Linked DNA regions of Mus musculus: all the other regions are linked to region 3. A link is a contact called in public Hi-C and HiChIP or PLAC-seq data. All regions are on one chromosome and are shown on one strand. The core of a region is the stretch at or near the end of the contact, and the rest is flanking DNA. Distances in the headings are between cores, read along the strand shown.

Region 1 (2,949 bases), core at 104-2,603, 630 kb before region 3:
TAACCCCTCGCCCTGCTCTCCAGGAGGCCCTGGTGTTCAGGCTGGCTGACTGACAAGAAGCATACTCAGTTTGCAGAGTGCAGACCTGGGAGCCCTGCTTCTCCTTGGCCCAACTCTCTTGCCCCTCACGCCCATCCCCACCTCTGGTCCCTATCCCTCAGGCCCAGCTTGGCCTGCCCTAGCAGTGGAGGTGCTGGAGACCATTCTGAGTCTGCATTTACTGTCCCAGAATCCTTGCTCTTGCTCTGCCATGGACAGTCTTCAGGTCTCTCTGTAGCAGGCAGAAGAAGGAAGACAGGGCCAACTGGACCAGGCCTGCTCCAACTCTGATGTGCAGGACCCAGCCCAAGGCAGGAGCTAAGGGACCTGAGGCAGTAGGCCAGTGGTCACTGGTTGAACTGGAGGAACAGACCCGCAAGAAATGGGCAGGGTGGGCAGGTCGGCCTCTTGGAGGCTCTGAAGACGATGTGGGGTGCCGTGTGGCCCCTTGCACACACAGGACACAACACACAAGGAAGGGGCTCCTCCAACACACAAGGTGGGGCTAGGGTGGGATCTGGAACGAAAGGGTAGGGTGGAGGGTAGTGGGAGATGGTGGGAGCTGTCACAGACAGGGCAGGGAGGGAGAGGGGCTGGAGCCGAGCTGGCCGGGCGCGGTACATACACTGAGGTCATTTCCACGTGGCCGGCCCCTTCTCCTCTGTCCCAGCCCCACAGGATGGCGCACACAGAAAAAACAGAAAGAAGGAAATAAATATAAAAGGCAGAAAGGATGGTGAGTGGGTGGTCCATGCAGGAGGTGGAGGGTAGAGAGGTTAAAACTCGGTGTCAGTGGTGTCGGATGAGGGGGTGCTCCAGGACCCCGCTGGCTGTCCCCCACAACAGGCACAGAAGAGACAGGAGACAGACAGATGGCAGAGACACGAGACTGACAGATGGGACAGCAAGGCCACAGGCTCCTGGCCCATTTCATGCGATGCACTGCGGCCCAGCACCCCTCCCCCGCCTCGCCCCAGCTTCAGCTCAAAGCTTCCAGGTGGCCTTCAGCCCAGCTTGGCTCATCTCTGTTTTGGGACCAGCAGGCCAGGCCTGACAGAAGGGATGGGGCAGCTACATGCACCCCAAGGTCACAACAGCCAGAGGCCAGGCCCTTGGGCCATGATGACCCAGCCAGACACAGCGAATCTGCTACATAATGCAGGGCAAGCTGCCCCAGCCAGACATGCCTGCCCCCTCCCGCTGCCCCCCTCCTCCTGCCCTTTCTTCTTGTCCTCAGTAGCAGCCTGGGCTTTATCCCCATTCCCGATTGCATTGCGATTGCGCAGTAGCCAGGCATGCTTGTTTCTCTGTCCCCATGGGGATCTTGCCTTCCCTATAAGGGGCTGGAGTAGCTAAGAGAAGCAGCCACACTGAGACACACATACCATGTACACACCCAACCCCCCAACCCTCCCAGACATGTGACAGCCATCCCAGGAACACCCAGACTCTGCTTTGTGATTCTTCAGACATGCTCTATTCCTGAAGGCAGCAGGCCATGTGCGTGCACACGGACATGCCTGTTAACACTGGGAACACACGGATGCATGTGCATGTATGTATGTATTGCATGTAAGTGGTATGTGTGTGAAGTGCACCAGGTCCGCCCATGCTAAGCAGGGGGATACCATGAGCTCCACTCTCCAGCTGTGGAGTTAGGATTCTAGTTTTCTTTTTTTTTTTTAATTAGTTTATTATTTGTGTACATGTGTGTGAGTTTGTGCACCTGTGTGTAGGTGCTTGAGAAGGCGAGGAGAGGGCACTGGGTCCCTGGAGCTCTGGTTACAGGAGGCTGTGAACCGGCATGTGCTGGAATTCAGTCAGGTCTTCTGCAAGAGCAGCGCATGCTCTTACCCAGTGAGCCACTTCTCTAGCTACTAGTCAGGATTCTTTAGTTTTGTTTTGAGTCAGGATCTCACACAGTGAGAGGCTGGCCTCGAACTAGCTATAGAGCAGTGTCTGACTGTGAACTCCCAATCTTCCTGTTTCCACTTTCCAAGTGGCAGGATTATAGATGTAAGTCGTGTTGCTTGTTTGAGAGGTGATCCAGGTCTATAGCCTAAGCTGCCCTGGAATTCCTCTTTCCTCAGCCTCCTGGGTGTGTGAGACGCCTCATGCTGCTGAAGCAGGCATTCCCAAAGGCATCTCTCACCAGAGCTGGACCCACCCCTTCCGAGCCCACTCCGCCCCTTTGTGCTCTCAAATAGGGCAGACAGAAGCCATTTGGCACTGACTACCATGTGCCTCAAGGTGCTCCATCTCTCTCTGGCTTTTGTCAGAGAGCGGTTAGGAGGACCAGGCTCTGAAGGAGTCAGGAAAGGGTGGTCTCCACCCTAACCCACCCACGAAGCTACAGATGGTCCCACCCAGGCTGGGGTCCCCAAGGGAGAGGTATAAGATCCTCAGTAACTTGTGTGGGGCAGCCCAGAATCCTGCAAGCTCTCACCTGGTTCTCTGCTGGGAGGCGGGGCATGGAGGCGGCCCTGGTCTGGCCTTCCATGGGGAGGTAGTGTTCGCTGTCTGAGTAGCCATCAGTACCCATTTCTCGCATCTCCACAGACTGTCAGGCAGAGGGTGGGGTAGGGTGAGTCTGGAGCCTCTGTATGGGAGAACCCTTTCTGCCTGAACCACCCAGCCTGCGGTAGGGGGAAGCAGCACCTGGGAGTTGGGCTGGCTGTTAGGCATGTCGATGGGTGGCCCTCGCTCTGGGCTCCAGGTGCCAGTCTTCTGGAACATCTCTTGGGCCCGCTGGGTCACCCAGGACGGGCTCTCCTTCATGCCGCCTTCGTGAGCCATCCTGCACAGAGGCCAGAGGCCAGAAAGGGTGTGCATCCTCTGGGCTTTGGAACCTGGGGCCTGTCACCTGTCCACAATTGTTCATCTGGATACTCACAGGCCTCCTCCTGGGTC
Region 2 (2,984 bases), core at 114-2,613, 850 kb before region 3:
TCAGACCCTCTGAAACTCAAATTACCTGGTTTTGATCCTTCATGTGTGTGTGCTGGGAATAGGACTGGGGTCATTCAGAAGAGCAGCCAGTGCTCCAAACCAATCTCTCCTGTCCTTTATTTCATTGTGTTAAAGCAGTGTATCATTTAACCCAGGCTGGCCTCAAACTCACTATGCAGCTGAGAACTGAACTTTTGACCCCTGCTTCACTCACCGTCTTGGGTACTAGGACAAAGCAGAAGGCATCAAGCATATGTGTCAGTGGCACAGGACTGGAGGGAGGGTCAGGTCAGTCACAGGTCTGTCAAGATCATGTTGAACTTGGGTGTCCTCCAGTGGGACCTTCACCAGCAATGCTGAGTTCTGTACACTGCCTGGGGGACAGGGTGGAGACCCAGCTTCTTGACCTCAAGTGTCATTGCTTGACTGAGTTCCTCTCACTGCAAAGGAAGCACGCCATTTTTGTAAGGATTCCTTCTGCGCAGTTCATAGTCTTGTTTCAGGGTTCCCAATTCCTCAGTTTGGAAACACCTCCCATCCCCCATCCCCTACAGGTACTGTTCTTCCTCCTCCAGGCAGCAGGCAGAGTCACATGATTTGAGTCAGAGGACTCCAGATCCAAGGGTCCTGCTTATCTCACTAGAACTATCACCATAGCCATCTGTGTCCTTTTTCCTCCTCAAACGGCACCCCTTGCCTTCTGCCGTTTATTGCAAAAGCCAAGTCGTTTGTGGGAGACCACAAGAAGTGACTCCTTTCATTCTCCAGCTTAAGAGAAAGAGAAAAAAAAAAAAAACAAAAATCAAAAAACCCCTACTTCTCACCCAAGAAAACACGCTTACACTCACACCCCTGAGACTTCTGTGTTTCCTGCTCTTGAACCGTGGACAGCCCTAAAAGGTTTAAAAGCATTTCTGTCAAGATAGCTCAGGGTCACCCCTGTTGGCTTCTGACATTTCAGGGAGGCGAAATGACTTGTATCATGTCACACAGGCTGCAGGGAACTACGGGACGAGAGGAGAAAGCTGGTACGTTCTCTATGGCCTGAACAACTGTGGAACCAGAATGCAGCGAAACCTCAGGATCCTGGCTGGCCCTTGACCTTATCCTGAATAGGAAACGCTCGCCATCGGTGGGCGTTCCCTAGGTGCAGGACAGACGGAACGTGAAAGTTGCAAATAATCCTTACTTCTTCCCTCTGACCAGAGAGGATGGGAAAGGGCCGAAGCTAAGGACCCGTCTCGGTCCCGCACCGCACGGTTAACACCTGGTACCGCTCGCGCGGATTCTTTAAACGACTCCTAGCGAGCCAGAGACTCTCAGCAGCAAGGGCGGGGTTGGGCTGAGGTTCAGTCACGTGACCGTGCCTGAGTGGGCTAGCGGCCCCCACCCCACCAGGGGGCGTCCCCCACAACGCGTGGTCGACCCTCATTGGCCCATAGTGCGACCAATAGAAATCAGCCATCTGGGATCCCAGCGTTCCGAGCCACAGCCTAACTTGCTGAGCCAACTGGGAAGCAATGGAAAGGGACAGCTGTAGGTCTAAACCAGTCAAAAGGACCGAGGGGCGGGCTCAGCGGCTGTGTCAGGTTCGGGTGAGAGGTAGGTGAATATAAATTGAAGCGGCGGTGGCCGCGTCCGTCAATACCGCAGAGCCGCTGCCTGAAGATCGTCTTAAAAGGCCTGTGTGCCGCCGCCCCCTCGGCCCGCCATGCTCCTTTCGGTGCCGCTCCTGCTTGGCCTCCTCGGCCTGGCCGCCGCAGACCCTGCCATCTATTTCAAAGAGCAGTTCTTGGACGGAGGTAAGGTCTGGGCCCGTCTCGAGGCCGCTTAGCGACTGCTGGGCCCCGAGACCTCGGCTGCCTCGTCGTGTGTAATGTAATTACCGTTCAGAGGGCCAACACTGTGGCCCCAGAGGGACTAGGGCCGCGGGCGGTTCCATGTGTGCGTCCTTGTGGGACTAGGAAGGCTCAGCCGTTTCCCGCCCCCAGAGTTAGGATTCGTCCAAGGACCTGAAGCCCATCGAGATGTCAAGTTTGAGGTTGGGATGGGAATCCCCTTCCCCACCCCCACCTGCTTGTAGCTCCTGACAGACGTTGGTTATGGGGGCGGGGGTCGGACGGCCCCGCTAATCTGACTCTATGCCCTTCCCTTTCAGATGCCTGGACCAACCGCTGGGTCGAATCCAAACATAAGTCCGATTTTGGCAAATTTGTCCTCAGTTCTGGCAAATTTTACGGGGACCTGGAGAAGGATAAAGGTACAAGGGAGTGGGTGCAGGACAACTTCCTGGAGGAAGCTGTAGTCAGCACATACATCTTGTTGGGGCTTTTCCCAGGAACACGGGAGCCAAGGACAGGTGGAGGAAGGAAGGGAGGTCAGCCGTGCCCCTCTAGGTCTAGGGTATTCCGGGTTCACCTGATGACAGTCCCATTTCATCACAGGGCTGCAGACAAGCCAAGATGCCCGATTTTACGCACTGTCCGCCAAATTCGAACCCTTCAGCAATAAGGGCCAGACACTGGTGGTACAGTTCACGGTGAAGCATGAGCAGAATATCGACTGTGGGGGCGGCTACGTGAAGCTGTTTCCGAGTGGTTTGGACCAGAAGGACATGCATGGAGACTCAGAATATAACATCATGTTTGGTGAGGGGCCCCCAGCCAGTGCTGACCTCTGCCGGTTGGACAGTGGGTGCAGACTGAAACCCTTTGTAACCAGAATGCTGATCTTCATACCATGGAAAGCACTTGAATGATGAAAATTTTTGTCCTGAAGGACAACTTTATTAGTTGGTGTACAATATTACTTGAAGACTTATATTGTTCATTTGTATGATATTTTCTACGTGTTAATAATTTTAGAAATGATGCTAATGACAGGGTCTAAAAATCAGTGAAAAATCTGAGCATGTGCATATTTCTTCTGTACTCAAGTATGAAAGGGTGTGCTAGTGTGAAGGTCAGAGGGCAACTTTGGAAATC
Region 3 (2,915 bases), core at 81-2,580:
CCTGTATCCCGGGCTGAACCCTGATGAAATTTTCTCAGTGCTGTGAGCATGTGCATAGCATGCGCCAGAGTCCTGGGTTCCAATACCCCCAAATTAAACATTTTTTAAAAAGGGGGGCTGGGAGCTGAAGTAGGTGTGAGAGGCTGGAGCTCAGCATAGGAAAAGCTTCCCCAAGAGAAAGACCCCCCCCCCAAATGCCAAGTCTTTCTCCGTTGTCTTTCAGAACCACCTGCATCTGTCCTTTGAAACATTTGTTAAAGTGTGGGCACCTGGGCAGGGAGCACAACTCTGTGGCAGACAGAATGCTTGCCTGAGTTCCACCCCCAGTGTGTTTGGGGGTATATACAACCAAGTTCTCTCAAAACTGTAGAGCGAAGCTCGCTCAGAAAGCCTCCCGAAGACATCCCAGCCCTTTCCACTTGTCAGGACACTGCATTTTTCCTTGGGAGTGGAGGGTGGCCTCTCATACCAGAAGTTCTCTGACTAGAGTTGATGCAGATGGAACCTGGTTACCTGAATTAAACAGGGTTTTAAAAAGCTAAGAGAGCGTTTCAAATTTGGTAGGGAAGATGAGGAAGGAGGCTCACCAACCAGAACGGAATGAGACCTTCTCTCAAGAAGAAAAATATGGGCCCAATCAACCAACCAACCAACCAAAATCAAAGTTCTAGAGAAAAAAAGAAAAAATATTTTGCTACCCTAAAGGCCTATACATTGCCTGCTTCTGCCTCTCAATTCTTCACAGCCCTTGGTGCACTAGTAAAATGTATTCCTAATTAGCTAGACTCGTATACTGTATCTCTGGGCCCTGAGTTCAGTTTTTGGCCTTTGTGGGCTGCACAGCCTGTCCTCCTGTTCCTGGGACCTCGGCCTTTGTGCAGGGTCACCTGTAGAGCAAGTAGCTTTGAAAGTCATCCGCCTTCCTGAGCAGGTAACGGAGCTGGTCAGTGATGGGGCTGAACATAGAGTCCAGCGGGAGGCGAGCAGGGGCCGGCCCGAGCTCCGCTGCCAGTGGCTCCCGGGAGGACGTGGAGGCTGGAGCTTCCATCATGGGCTGTGCCCGCTGGGGCTCCTGCTCCGCTGAAGTCTCGGGTCTCCCGGCGGGCGACCACGAAGGGTCTCCATAGGGCGGCGGCCCGGGTCCCAGTTCCTCCGAAGGCGGTGCTTCTCCGGGGCCTAGGGCCAGCGACCCCGTGAACCAGGGTTCGGCAGCCATCCGCGTCCACAGTAGGCTCCTCCAGCTCCTGCGGCGTCCCGGGAGCGCACACACCTGGGGCCGACCGGCTTGGGCAGTGAGCGCAGCCGCACTCAGCCCGGCCTCGACGTCTCTGCCGGCGCCGCCCCGCGGGGCTTTCGCCTCTTTTGAATTTCAGCACGCGGAGGGCGCGCAGCCTGGGCCTGCACTGCGCACGGAGCTCGGCGGGCACCTGGCGCGCGGGGTGCTGCCAAGGGCGGAGCCCCAGACCTGCCTCGTGTTTGCGGTGCGCAGCTAGGCGCCTTTTCTCTTCCCAGGCAATTGACTGGACTGGATGGGGGTTGTGACGGTTACCCAGAGGCCTAGGCTACACCCCAGCAGGTGACCCCAAGATCTCTTAACTGATGGAGCTGGGATCTGCTTTTGACCTTCCTAAGGCCTAGTGATACAGCGGTTACTTATACAATAAAAATCCTCAGATGGGTGATCTTATCCCATCGTCTTTTTAGTTCCAGTATGCCCGCACTGGTCCCAGAACACTTGTAGGTTGGATTCCTTGCTACGTGCAAAGACTGACTGGTATTTAAGTACAGGCTAGGAAGCCAAATATATTACAAGGCTGGAAGTACGCAGCAACAGGTGTCACACTGTCCTGTGTGACCCTCAATTTGACTTTGTCAAGCCAGCTGCCCTGTCTATAAAATGAGTTTTATGACGTCTGCTTCACCAAACTACAGAGGTGACAACAAAACGCTCAGCAAGTGTGCAGTTAACTGTTAGTCACTCAACAAACACTTGAGCAGGTGGTTCTGGAATGAGATGGCAGAAGACAAAGGAACTATTCCAGTCCTAGACTGATTTTGTCATTGTTGAGACAGGACTGAGTGCCTGTAGCCCAAGCTGCCTTTTAACTATGTAGGTAAGTCTAGTCTCGAACTCCTGATCCGACTTCCCTCTCTGAAGTGTGAAGATAACAGGTGTGCCACCAAGCCCAGCCACAAAAACCGTCTCTTTTTGTGGTGGTGGAGATAGAACCGAGACGTTCTATCTGTATACTTGGTGAGCCCATTGAGTAGTGGGCTGAGGGAAGCCGTAGCTATTCTGCCTCACCACATTACTGTCTTAATGTTAAACTCTTCAAGGAGGCTTTTAGCACCTTCTTCCTCCATACAGAAAATGAACTTTTTTTTTTAAAGTTTTATTTAAAAAACCTTCGGTGCAATATTAAAAAGCAATACAGCCAGGTGGTACAATAGTAGACAGACAGAAAGGGAAGGACAAGAGGACCCAAGGTCCCTTACCTCACCTGTTCCCCAGAGGCTGGGGGTCAAGGGGGAGGACACGGGGGTGGTGGGACGAGGAAAAAACCACCACCAGGATGAATAGGCAGAACAAAACACATATAAGATACATCTGGCTGAACTGAAGAGGGGTTTGGGGCCACAGGAAGCTCCCGTTTTTTTGTTTTTCAAAAATGTCCTGGTCTGGGGAGAAAGGGTGACCCCAGGTAAATGAGCCAACCAAGTCCTCCAACCCCATACTCCACTGCTGTGGAGAGGGGTGAACTAAGGTCAGGGGTGTGAGAAAAGGGGGAGAATGGAGAAGGGCACCCCCTCCCTGGAGTCTGTTAGGAAGGTTGAGTGTACCCATGCCCAGCTCCTGGACTATGGAGCCGCCCTGGGTGCAGTCTGGACTGGTTGGGGTGGGGACATGGCTGGGT

The links. A called contact is a pair of places that touch in the nucleus more often than the background predicts. HiChIP or PLAC-seq counts read pairs in DNA pulled down with a chosen protein or histone mark.
Region 1: a Hi-C map of muscle stem cells shows a contact between it and region 3, with 2.9 times the contacts expected there. The contact joins the enhancer-like site here to the promoter of 1700067K01Rik in region 3. A contact is called at or near these places in 1 of 39 promoter capture datasets (neural stem cells), 4 of 484 Hi-C or Micro-C datasets (CD8 T cells, embryonic stem cells and muscle stem cells), 8 of 115 datasets of contacts at active chromatin or transcription factors (bone marrow-derived macrophages, embryonic forebrain, embryonic midbrain and 4 more) and 1 of 9 other capture datasets (embryonic stem cells).
Region 2: an H3K27ac HiChIP or PLAC-seq map of regulatory T cell precursor shows a contact between it and region 3, with 14 times the contacts expected there. The contact joins the promoter of 1700122E12Rik here to the promoter of 1700067K01Rik in region 3. A contact is called at or near these places in 7 of 39 promoter capture datasets (the 3T3-L1 cell line, the C10 cell line, the SN4741 cell line and 3 more), 5 of 484 Hi-C or Micro-C datasets (the C2C12 cell line, CD4 T cells, embryonic stem cells and 1 more), 13 of 115 datasets of contacts at active chromatin or transcription factors (astrocytes, bone marrow-derived dendritic cells, bone marrow-derived macrophages and 9 more) and 2 of 9 other capture datasets (adipose tissue and liver).

What each region holds. Positions count from the first base shown.
Region 1 is chr8:84,633,300-84,636,248 of GRCm38.p6, reverse strand. Cacna1a (calcium channel, voltage-dependent, P/Q type, alpha 1A subunit) reads right to left here. Exons shown (of 47, transcript NM_007578.3): 41 at 2,933-2,949; 42 at 2,698-2,836; 43 at 2,486-2,599; 44 at 665-700. Gm39212 (a long non-coding RNA gene) reads left to right here. Exons shown (of 3, transcript XR_003947427.1): 2 at 1-2,949. Among named protein-coding and RNA genes, the nearest start is that of Gm39212, 3.8 kb to the left of the region's middle. Within about 2 kb of position 1,353, at least 62 of the 459 cell types and tissues checked have an H3K27ac peak or open chromatin away from gene starts, as enhancers often do. A contact at or near this core is called in embryonic stem cells and muscle stem cells, where this site is marked.
Region 2 is chr8:84,845,526-84,848,509 of GRCm38.p6, reverse strand. 1700122E12Rik (a long non-coding RNA gene) reads right to left here and starts at 1,363. Exons shown (of 3, transcript XR_106144.5): 1 at 1,190-1,363; 2 at 215-440. It overlaps Calr (calreticulin), which reads left to right and starts at 1,579. Exons shown (of 9, transcript NM_007591.3): 1 at 1,579-1,802; 2 at 2,159-2,260; 3 at 2,445-2,648. The coding sequence starts at 1,712.
Region 3 is chr8:83,999,878-84,002,792 of GRCm38.p6, reverse strand. 1700067K01Rik (RIKEN cDNA 1700067K01 gene) reads right to left here and starts at 1,330. Exons shown (of 6, transcript NM_183097.3): 1 at 888-1,330. The coding sequence starts at 1,216. It overlaps Samd1 (sterile alpha motif domain containing 1), which reads right to left. Exons shown (of 5, transcript NM_001081415.2): 5 at 2,378-2,915.